Regions from separate parts of the Mus musculus genome. Here region 2 is linked to region 1. Evidence: chromatin contacts called from public HiChIP or PLAC-seq data. All regions are on one chromosome and are shown on one strand. Each heading gives the region's core, a stretch centred on a gene start, on an enhancer-like site or on the middle of the called end of the contact. The rest is flanking DNA. Distances are from core to core; before and after follow the strand shown.

What was found. HiChIP or PLAC-seq counts read pairs in DNA pulled down with a chosen protein or histone mark.
Region 2: an H3K27ac HiChIP or PLAC-seq map of embryonic fibroblasts shows a contact between it and region 1, with 2.7 times the contacts expected there. The contact joins the promoter of Mmp14 here to the enhancer-like site in region 1. A contact is called at or near these places in 7 of 39 promoter capture datasets (the 3T3-L1 cell line, the HPC-7 cell line, cranial neural crest and 4 more) and 3 of 115 datasets of contacts at active chromatin or transcription factors (embryonic fibroblasts, embryonic stem cells and pancreatic cancer cells).

Annotation. Positions count from the first base shown.
Region 1 is chr14:54,107,606-54,111,856 of GRCm38.p6, reverse strand. It overlaps Gm30275 (a long non-coding RNA gene), which reads left to right. Exons shown (of 4, transcript XR_003951148.1): 3 at 3,313-3,436. It also overlaps Tcra and Tcrd. Among named protein-coding and RNA genes, the nearest start is that of Gm30275, 16 kb to the left of the region's middle. Within about 2 kb of position 2,921, at least 103 of the 459 cell types and tissues checked have an H3K27ac peak or open chromatin away from gene starts, as enhancers often do. A contact at or near this core is called in embryonic fibroblasts and pancreatic cancer cells, where this site is marked.
Region 2 is chr14:54,429,868-54,433,881 of GRCm38.p6, reverse strand. Mmp14 (matrix metallopeptidase 14 (membrane-inserted)) reads right to left here and starts at 2,284. Exons shown (of 10, transcript NM_008608.4): 1 at 1,909-2,284. The coding sequence starts at 2,016.

The DNA.
Region 1 (4,251 bases), core at 1,672-4,171:
CTGAAAGCCAGGGTGTAGTTCCTTCTGGACAACTGGAAGTCAAAGTCACCCTCACAAGACCTGTCACATGCAGAAGGTATTACTTTGATCACCAGAATCCCCATCTTCATTATTCTGTATCCAGAGGGACAAAATCCTGGTGCTCGTGGCCTTGAATGGCCATCTAGTGTACAGCCGCTATATGGGCCTCAAAAATCAAGGGGGCAATATTGGTGACATAGGGGCATTATGTCAGGATAGATTTGCAGATTTCCAAGCAGTTCAAGTAAAAGTATCATACCGACTTTCCAGTAACTTTCTCATCTCTGTCTAATCCTTCTTAAGTCTCCGAATTTTTTCAAGCGTCTTAATTCCCACCAGAATGAATTAAACATCAGGAGAAAGTCTACTAGGCCCCCCTCTCCCTCTCTCTCCGAGCAGGTATTAAATGATTGAAGGGACTATAATTATGAGAATTTCTGGGACGCTGCTTCTCATGCCCGTCTCTGTAGATGCTTCTTGGGTAGTTGGTGGTTATGGCTCACATCTGTTGTTGACTGGCTCGATGCCAGCAGCTCTGGTTCTCTGAACTAGAAAGGAACTCAAATGTGGGGTTTTAGAGGTATGGAGAACCACAGGATGTGAACATCCTTGGGCCTCTGGTGCCTCATAAGGAAGCTGCATCTGCCGGATTAAGGAGCTAGAGAGAAGGCCAAGTCAGCAGCCGATGTGAGCCATTTCCCAGCACTCAGGCCCCATGTGTCCCACCACCTTCCACTTCTCTTGGAACACAGACTTTCCCAGGTCTGACTAGTGGATTTAGGGTGAATGGCATTCACAATGCTGAACAAGGAGAGCCTTCTTCCAGATGTGATGGATACCAGATGGCTTGGGGTGTGGAGGTTGAAGACTATGGCAGAACTATCCTCAGCCCTGCTGGCAAGCAATCTTGAGAGAAAGAGAGAAAGTGAGAGTAGAAAAAAAGCTTTCTTTTCTTCAAGTTTTCCTTATGATGTTTTTAGTATGCTTTGGTCTCAAAGCATTTTCCCTCTGTGTCAATCTGCGCTGACAGATGAGTTGATTAGAACACAGAGGAGAGAATCTCAATTTTCATCACCATCTTTCAAAAATAATGTACAGGAACTGCAATAAATACATCTAGCTGGAAATATAGGGTGTTTAAAGATCTGTTTTGTATGGTATTCTTGGACTCTCTATATTAGAAATAAATATTTTTCTCTGTGTCAGATTTACTTATTTTACACTTGGTCTGCATATCAACACAGGCTGGTGCTGGCTTATTATACTAGGTTATTATCAACCAGACCAGACCTTCTATCAATACACTGAAGAGGACCAGTGGTGTTAGAAAAGCAAACATGGGGTAGGAAATTGGAGCCATCTAAAGTGTCAGTGTTTCTTTTGTCACTGAAGGCCTGTGATCTGCCTGTCTTCCTAAAGCCCCTAGAACAAGTACAGTAACTCTTTGCTCTGGAGTGTGGCAGAAACCGTACAAGTTAAGATTCGACCATGATCCTAACAGTAGAGTTAGCTCAATGACCCAACTTTCTCTAAAGACACATTATAGTGATGGTAGCCAGACCTGTGAATTGTTAGCACTTCCAAGGATTATAAGGTTGATGGAGTTCAAGCCAGGGCTGTGCTGTGGTCAAGTCACTGATGTGAAGGGGTGGATGTTAACTTTCAGCCTATGAGATGGAATGGACCTGAAAGATATCTCCCTTGAACCCCAGAGCAATGAACCTTTAACCAAACCAAAGCAAACCAAAAATCCCAGAAGTAAGAAGGGAAGAAGAAACTGTTTTGCAAATAATCTGAGATGATCATTGTTGTAAGACTGGGAGGCAGAACTGAGATGTGGAAAATGTGAAGGATGGACATATTTGAGTAGAGTTTACTCAAGGGCTTAAATGTAAAAGGTAAAGGCAATGGAACACACACACACACACAAACACACACACACGAGAGAGAGAGAGAGAGAGAGGGGGGGGGGGCAGAGAGACAGAGAGAATAAATTCCGAAGGAGACACCAAAGAATGACTTGATTTGGAACAATAGTATACAGAGAATTTTCTTACTAGTGTTCTATCATGAGTGGGTTTTGGTTGCCTAGAGTAATAACAGAGACACTAAAGAAGAAATCTCCCCACAGAGACTTCTAAAGAGCTTGGGAAAGTTAACTTATAATGGAATGGCCCTATAATGGAACTGAGAATTCATAAGAAGGTCCTGATGGGAGTTATCTTCAGAAGCAAAGTTCTAAGAAATACAAATAGGTCATAGCATTTGCAGAAAAAGTGAGAATTTTATGCTTAATACATGCTCATACTTAATATAGTTTGGGATGTGTAAATTAGCACTGGAATATTAGTGAGTTCTCTGTTCCACTGAAAGGCTGGGTCTCGATGCCTGTGTGTTCAATCAGGAGACATGGGAGTATGCTTCAGGTCATTGGCTATTTAGTGGAACTTCAGGCTCAGTGTCACTGTGAGGTGTCCTGTGTTTTCAGACCTCTGTTTTGAGGGCTGTGCAGGCCTGTTACTGTACCTATACACTTTGCTTTCTTTATACTCCATACAAGTACAAGACCTCATTGTGGTGATACAGATAATATATTGCCATCCCAGTCTCAGACTCAATCAATATCAGTACCTCAAGTAGTTTATAAGATTGAAATTTGAGGTCATAATACATGAATATACACTTTCTGGTTTTACTTACTGTTCTCCAATGTAGCCAGATAATGCTCTGTCTGGTTACTTGGCAACCAGCTGTATATTAGATCCTTTCAGGGACATTGCAAAAATGCTTCTTTAGAAGACTCGGGGAAAAGGTAAGACTAAAGACAGAGCACAGCCTGGAGCTCCAGCTGCTGACTGGGGCAGAGAAGAGGGAATAACAGCTGAGAAATATGAGGTCTTTGGCCCCTTTCCCAGAATTGCCAGGCTAAGACCTTGGCAGGGACTCAACAGGAAGCTGAACCCTATTTGCATATCCTTTTATACTTGGGAGATTAAAAGCTTCAACCTTGAGCGATCACAGTTTTTGAGAATCATGACAAGGCAGTAAAGTAGAGGTGGGGTGTCCCGAGGGAAGTGAGCAGGAAGCCTCCCGGGGTAGGTGTGAGACTGACAACGACTTTCAATTGCCTTTGATTGATGATAAGTGTCTTTCATTTAGTTCTTTTTCAAAAATATTCTTATTGGGTCACACAAAGGAATCAGCAGGGCAGGGATCTTTGCTTCCCCAAATCTTGGGAATCTGTCTAAGTCAACCCCTTTGTTCCATAAGCTAAATCTTCTTTCTGTGCAGCCGCTGACATCGATTATCACTGAAGGAGTCCTGGAGATAACCAACTATCAACTCAATTGTGCAGATGCCATCAGAGGCTCAAAGAGCTCAACTGACTTATCCAAAGTCACACACAAAGTTCAAAGTGAGTTCTGACTCCCCCGTGAGCTTTTAGCTCTCCTTTAGCAGGTGGAAATTTCCTCAGGTCTCAAGTGACTTCTCTCAGACCCATGATTTGGCAGAACTGCTCTTCGATATTGTCTCCCATCAAAGCATGCTTTTCTCTGGCAAGACAGTGACTCTGATTCCCTGGCTTTTCCCCCAGTTTTCCTGGACCTGTTCCCTGTGGTTCCTTAATGGAAGAATGAACTTATTTATCCCTGAGATTCATTTAGGAGAACTTGGCTTTCTTGACAAAGTAGTAGTATAAAGAGAACTGGGCTTTCTTGGCAAAGTAGTAGTATAAAAACTAACCTTCTGTAGACAACATGGACAGTACAAGGATAAGTGAATACTACCCTTCATATTAGTAATTAACATAATAGTTTTCAAGGACAGGAAAAGCTCTATTCTTAAAAGGGCACATTAACTATGACCTGGGATGAGGGGGTCCCTGCAGGTGTCACAGGAGCAGGGAAACAACCCTCAAAGAGAAGAATGAAGACTCAGTTCACCCTGACCTAGGCCGGATCAAACTTCTAGAAAGTCTAACAGCAGGCATTCTATTGCCAGTATATTTAAACACAGTACAATTTGGGATAAAATTTCCAGGAAACAGATTACCGGGTAGCAATCATTCCAATTCCAGGCGCACAAAAAAGCTTAAGGCATGATTACACAGAAATTCCCGCTCAAAGTACATGTAACCACGAAGGTGGGTTTTATAGCTAACAGACTAGAATCTAGCATGGTCTCTGACCTAGATAGCATAGAGGTCAGGAGACCATAGGTAGATGTGAT
Region 2 (4,014 bases), core at 1,035-3,534, 320 kb before region 1:
ACACTCATAAACCCGGCCCCAGTACCCCGTGGAGCAAAATGGATGCTTTGTCAGGAAAAGGACTCCCCGGAAGAGTATCACAAAGCCAGGAAAGAAACTGTCCCCATCATTTTCTTCCTCTCCCGGACTGGGCAAGTTTCTTTCTCCATCTCTGAGCCAGGCAAAACCACAGACTATGAAACTGGAACCACAGGAGAGGACTCTGGTGTCTGCGGCTGAGTGGGGGAAGGGACAAGCACCAGACACACCAACTGGGAGGAGAGGGCTGTCCTGGAGCTGTGGAGGCTCGGTGAAAGGGATCTAGCTGCCTCAGAACCCCTCTCCCTTCAGCTTGGCCGGAAGACAGAGCAACTCTGGTGGGTGGCAGGACCCGGTTGGCTGGCATTGTCTTGATCAATAACCGCAGGGTATTCCCTATGAGAAAGTCAAGGAACATCTCCCACTTTCGGAGGCTGAGAGGGTGGGGGCTCTCCAGCTCAACATCAAGTCTTGGATCCTGGCCTCTGGATCGGTCCCGCCCTACTTCCCACCCTACTGTGTGCCAGAAGCAAATGGTGGTTCTGGCTCTGGGAGGACCATGACCCACTTAGAGCAGAGCCAGGGCTGCCGCGCCTCCCCTAGGGCACCTACTGGAGGCTGGGGAGGGAAAAAAAGACGTTGGCAGTGGGCAGTTTTCCAGAGGCTCCTTTTGTTAGGCACTCTCTGGGGCTAAGATGGTAGCTTTAGGCCTGGGAAAGGAGCCTGCCTCCTCTCTCTGACAATTGGGTTTGGTTTCCAGTCTCAGGGAGGATTTTACTCTTTCCAGTTTCCATGCACAACTGTGGCCCGACTCCTAGGGCTACACTTGGCCTTTCAGCTCCAGGTCTCTTCAGTGATACAGGCAGCATGTGCCCAGGAGAGGTTCATTCTGAGGGTGCGCCCCGGCCTGGGCCCAGAGAAGAGGGAGTCAAATCCAGACCGTATCCTTCATTTGGGCCCTTCCCAGCCCTTCCCTACCACACCCAGGTCCTCACCAGGCTGAGTGGGTTGGGATGGCCCAAAATAAGAAGCTGATTAAATCCGTCTCCCACCTTCACCCCAAAATAAGAGAGGGAGGGAAAACTTCCTCGGACTACTCCCATGCCGCTTCCTTCAGGACCGGGGTGGGCTATGGTCACGGAAGAGTTAGGGATGGGGGTGGGGGCGCCAGAGTCAGTTGGGACACTCAGGGGAGACCCAGGCCAACCCTCAACTAACTCACCGAGCGAGCGACTCCCCCTAGTCTCCCCGCGATCAATGCAGAAAAATAATTATCAACAACAAAAAGGCCCCCCAAGGCGCCGGTAGGGGTGTGGAGGACGAGGGAGGAGGTGGCCAGGCTGAGCCCCGCTGCTCACAAGAAGAGCTTTGTGTGCGCGGAAGTTCGGCCCGCCGCGATCCTCGACGCCCGGGCCAGCGGCCCGCACCGAGGGCGGTCCAGGGGAGGCGGGTACAGCTTGGGCGCCCCCGACGCCCCCACTTGGTACGGATGCGTCCGTGCAGGGCCTCGGGCACCTGAGCGCTGCCAAACTGAAGGAACAACTCGCGTGTGACACCGGCCCGGACGGCGCGGAGTCCAGTGTCTCTGAGGCTCCCGCCTTGTGCCACAGTGCGCGCAGAGCTTGGAAAAGCGAGGCCCGGGCCCCGCTGCAGAGTTCTTCCAGGGAAGGGAGGAATGGGAAAGAGTCGGTGGCGGCGGAAGGGGGGTTGTTGGAGGCAGGCAAAAGTTGGATCAACTTGCAAGTTTGCAGATGAGGGGAGAAAAAGAAAGGCTGGCGCAGCAGAGCCCCCCCAGAGCCCATCTCTCAGCGGGGGCTGTCCCCTTGGAGACCCCCGGGCTCGCCTACCCGGCGGGCGAAACTCCGGGAAGGGCCGGAGGAGCTCACTTACTTCGGGGCTGAAGTTGCTGCCTTGGGCCCAGCCGAGGGAGGCGAGCGCCGTGCCAAGCGTGAGCAGGGGGAGCAGGAGGCTGCGGGAGGGTCGAGGGGCGGGAGACATGGTCCCCGGCGTCGGGGCGCCGGGCGGTGCGGGCTCCGCGGCGGGGCCCACGCCCTGGGGTCGCGCCGCCTCTCTTGGGGCGCCTTTGTCTTCTAAAGGAACGGAATGTGGATTCCTAGAGCGCGGTCGGCTTGGAGGTGAGGGAATTGCTCCTGGAAATGTCTGTTTGCTCTTCTCTTTTCCGTTTTTTGATCTTTCTTCTGCTTAGTCGGCGAACTGAGTTGGAAGCCCTCTCTGCTCTCCTTTGGTCCCTCCCTTCTCCCACAGCCTCTCCTCCGCCCCCGCCCCAATGCCCTCCTTTTTCGGTGGGGACGTGGTGTTTCAGCTCGAATCCAATTACAGCAGGAGAGAAGGGGAAAAAAAAGTTTGTCTTTTCTGTGGTGCAGGCTGCCATCTGCAGGGGTTGAGGCCGCAGCCGGCAACTAACTAGGAGCCTGGGTGTCCCAGGGGACGGGATGCGGAAGACTTTCTCTTCCTAAGCATTTTTTGGGTGGCCTGATTCCCGTAGTATTCAGCATGTCTCACTTGAGAGTGTTTAAGTATTGGGAAGCCCGATGGCTAGGAATGGTGGAGACATGAAGTCTAACTTGCGAGTGAGGAAGGTTGGGAGAAGGGACATTTACTAACAAGAGGGTTGTATGCTGAGACCTGTGGACAGCCTCCTTCTCCTCCTCTTGCCCCAAAGTTAAGACTGTAACAAAAGCCACATGCCCAACAGCCACCGCAATTACTTTGAATTGGGGGACCGACCCCTTTATTAATGGCTTTTACAATCTGGCTGTTCTATTAAGTGTGAACTGCCTGGGTAGGAAAGGGCTTCAAGGTCACAGGATCGGGGGAAGCCCGATGGATAGAAGTGGTGAAATTTGTTGGAAGAGGAAGGAATGGGAGGTAGGGTTTTGGAGTTTCCTTTAGTCTTTACAGTGGAGACAGTTCCTTCGAGCGCGCAGCTTCCGTGATGGCTGGGCAGGGAGAACAAAAGGAGAGGCAGACAGGGGAGAGGGAGGCCAGGCTGCGCTGGCTCTCCGAGAGGGAGACAGATAAGAGGTTGACAACTAGATATGGAAACACACCAGCAGTGGGACAGAGGCAGGAAAAGTGTGGGAGACAGAAAACTCGACCATCAGCGAAATGTAAGATCCAAGAATTGCATTTGGTCAGCGAGAGGAAGGCAGTGGGGAGAGGGAAGGAAAGCAAGCAAGGGAAGCGGTAAGGGAAGGGGGCAGGAATAAAGCCAGGTAGGAAGCTGCAGAGATCCACAGCTGCCAGCTTTGTGGTGGATGATGGGAGCCAAACACGGAGCACTGGAACGGGAACAAAGGTCCTTGCCTCCAGAATCCAAGGGAGGCTCACGATCAATACAATGAATGGTTGCTAGGTCATGGGCAGCGACCTTGTGTGTGGGGGTGGGGAAGCAAGGACCCTCTTTAACCTCTGGAACTTAAGTCTGATTATTACTCCTTCAGCAGAAGACCCCGAGTTTAATCCTTCCTATATCTGCCTTACAGTGTGAGTGTCTCCTGGACCATGTACCCAGATACTAGCTGCTTGTTAAGAAAGGGACTTCTAACAGGTATGGTGGCACATGGCTTTAAATCCAGACAGAGGTGGGAGGATCTTTGTGATTGCCAGACAACTTGGTCTACCTGGCCAGTTTCAGGACAGCCAGTGCTACCGTGAGACCATGTCTTAAAAAGGAAAAAGATCCTCAGGTGGAAAGACCTTTTCAAGAAAACATTAAATGCCAACTGTATGCATCTGAGCTGTGCATGGTCTCTTAGTGACAAGAGTATGAGGGTGAACCAGGGAAACTGCTGCTGCCCCTTTCTTCTCTCACAAAGCAGTTGCTTGTGGTTGATTAAAAATCCCAAGCAGGCCAAGTGATAGGTGGTGGTGTGCTTAGCTTTTGTTAAGGCTCTGGGCACGTTCTTCAGCACTAGGGGCAAAATGATCCCAGAGCAAGATCTGGCTGAACTGGAATGGGGAGGACTAAGGGCA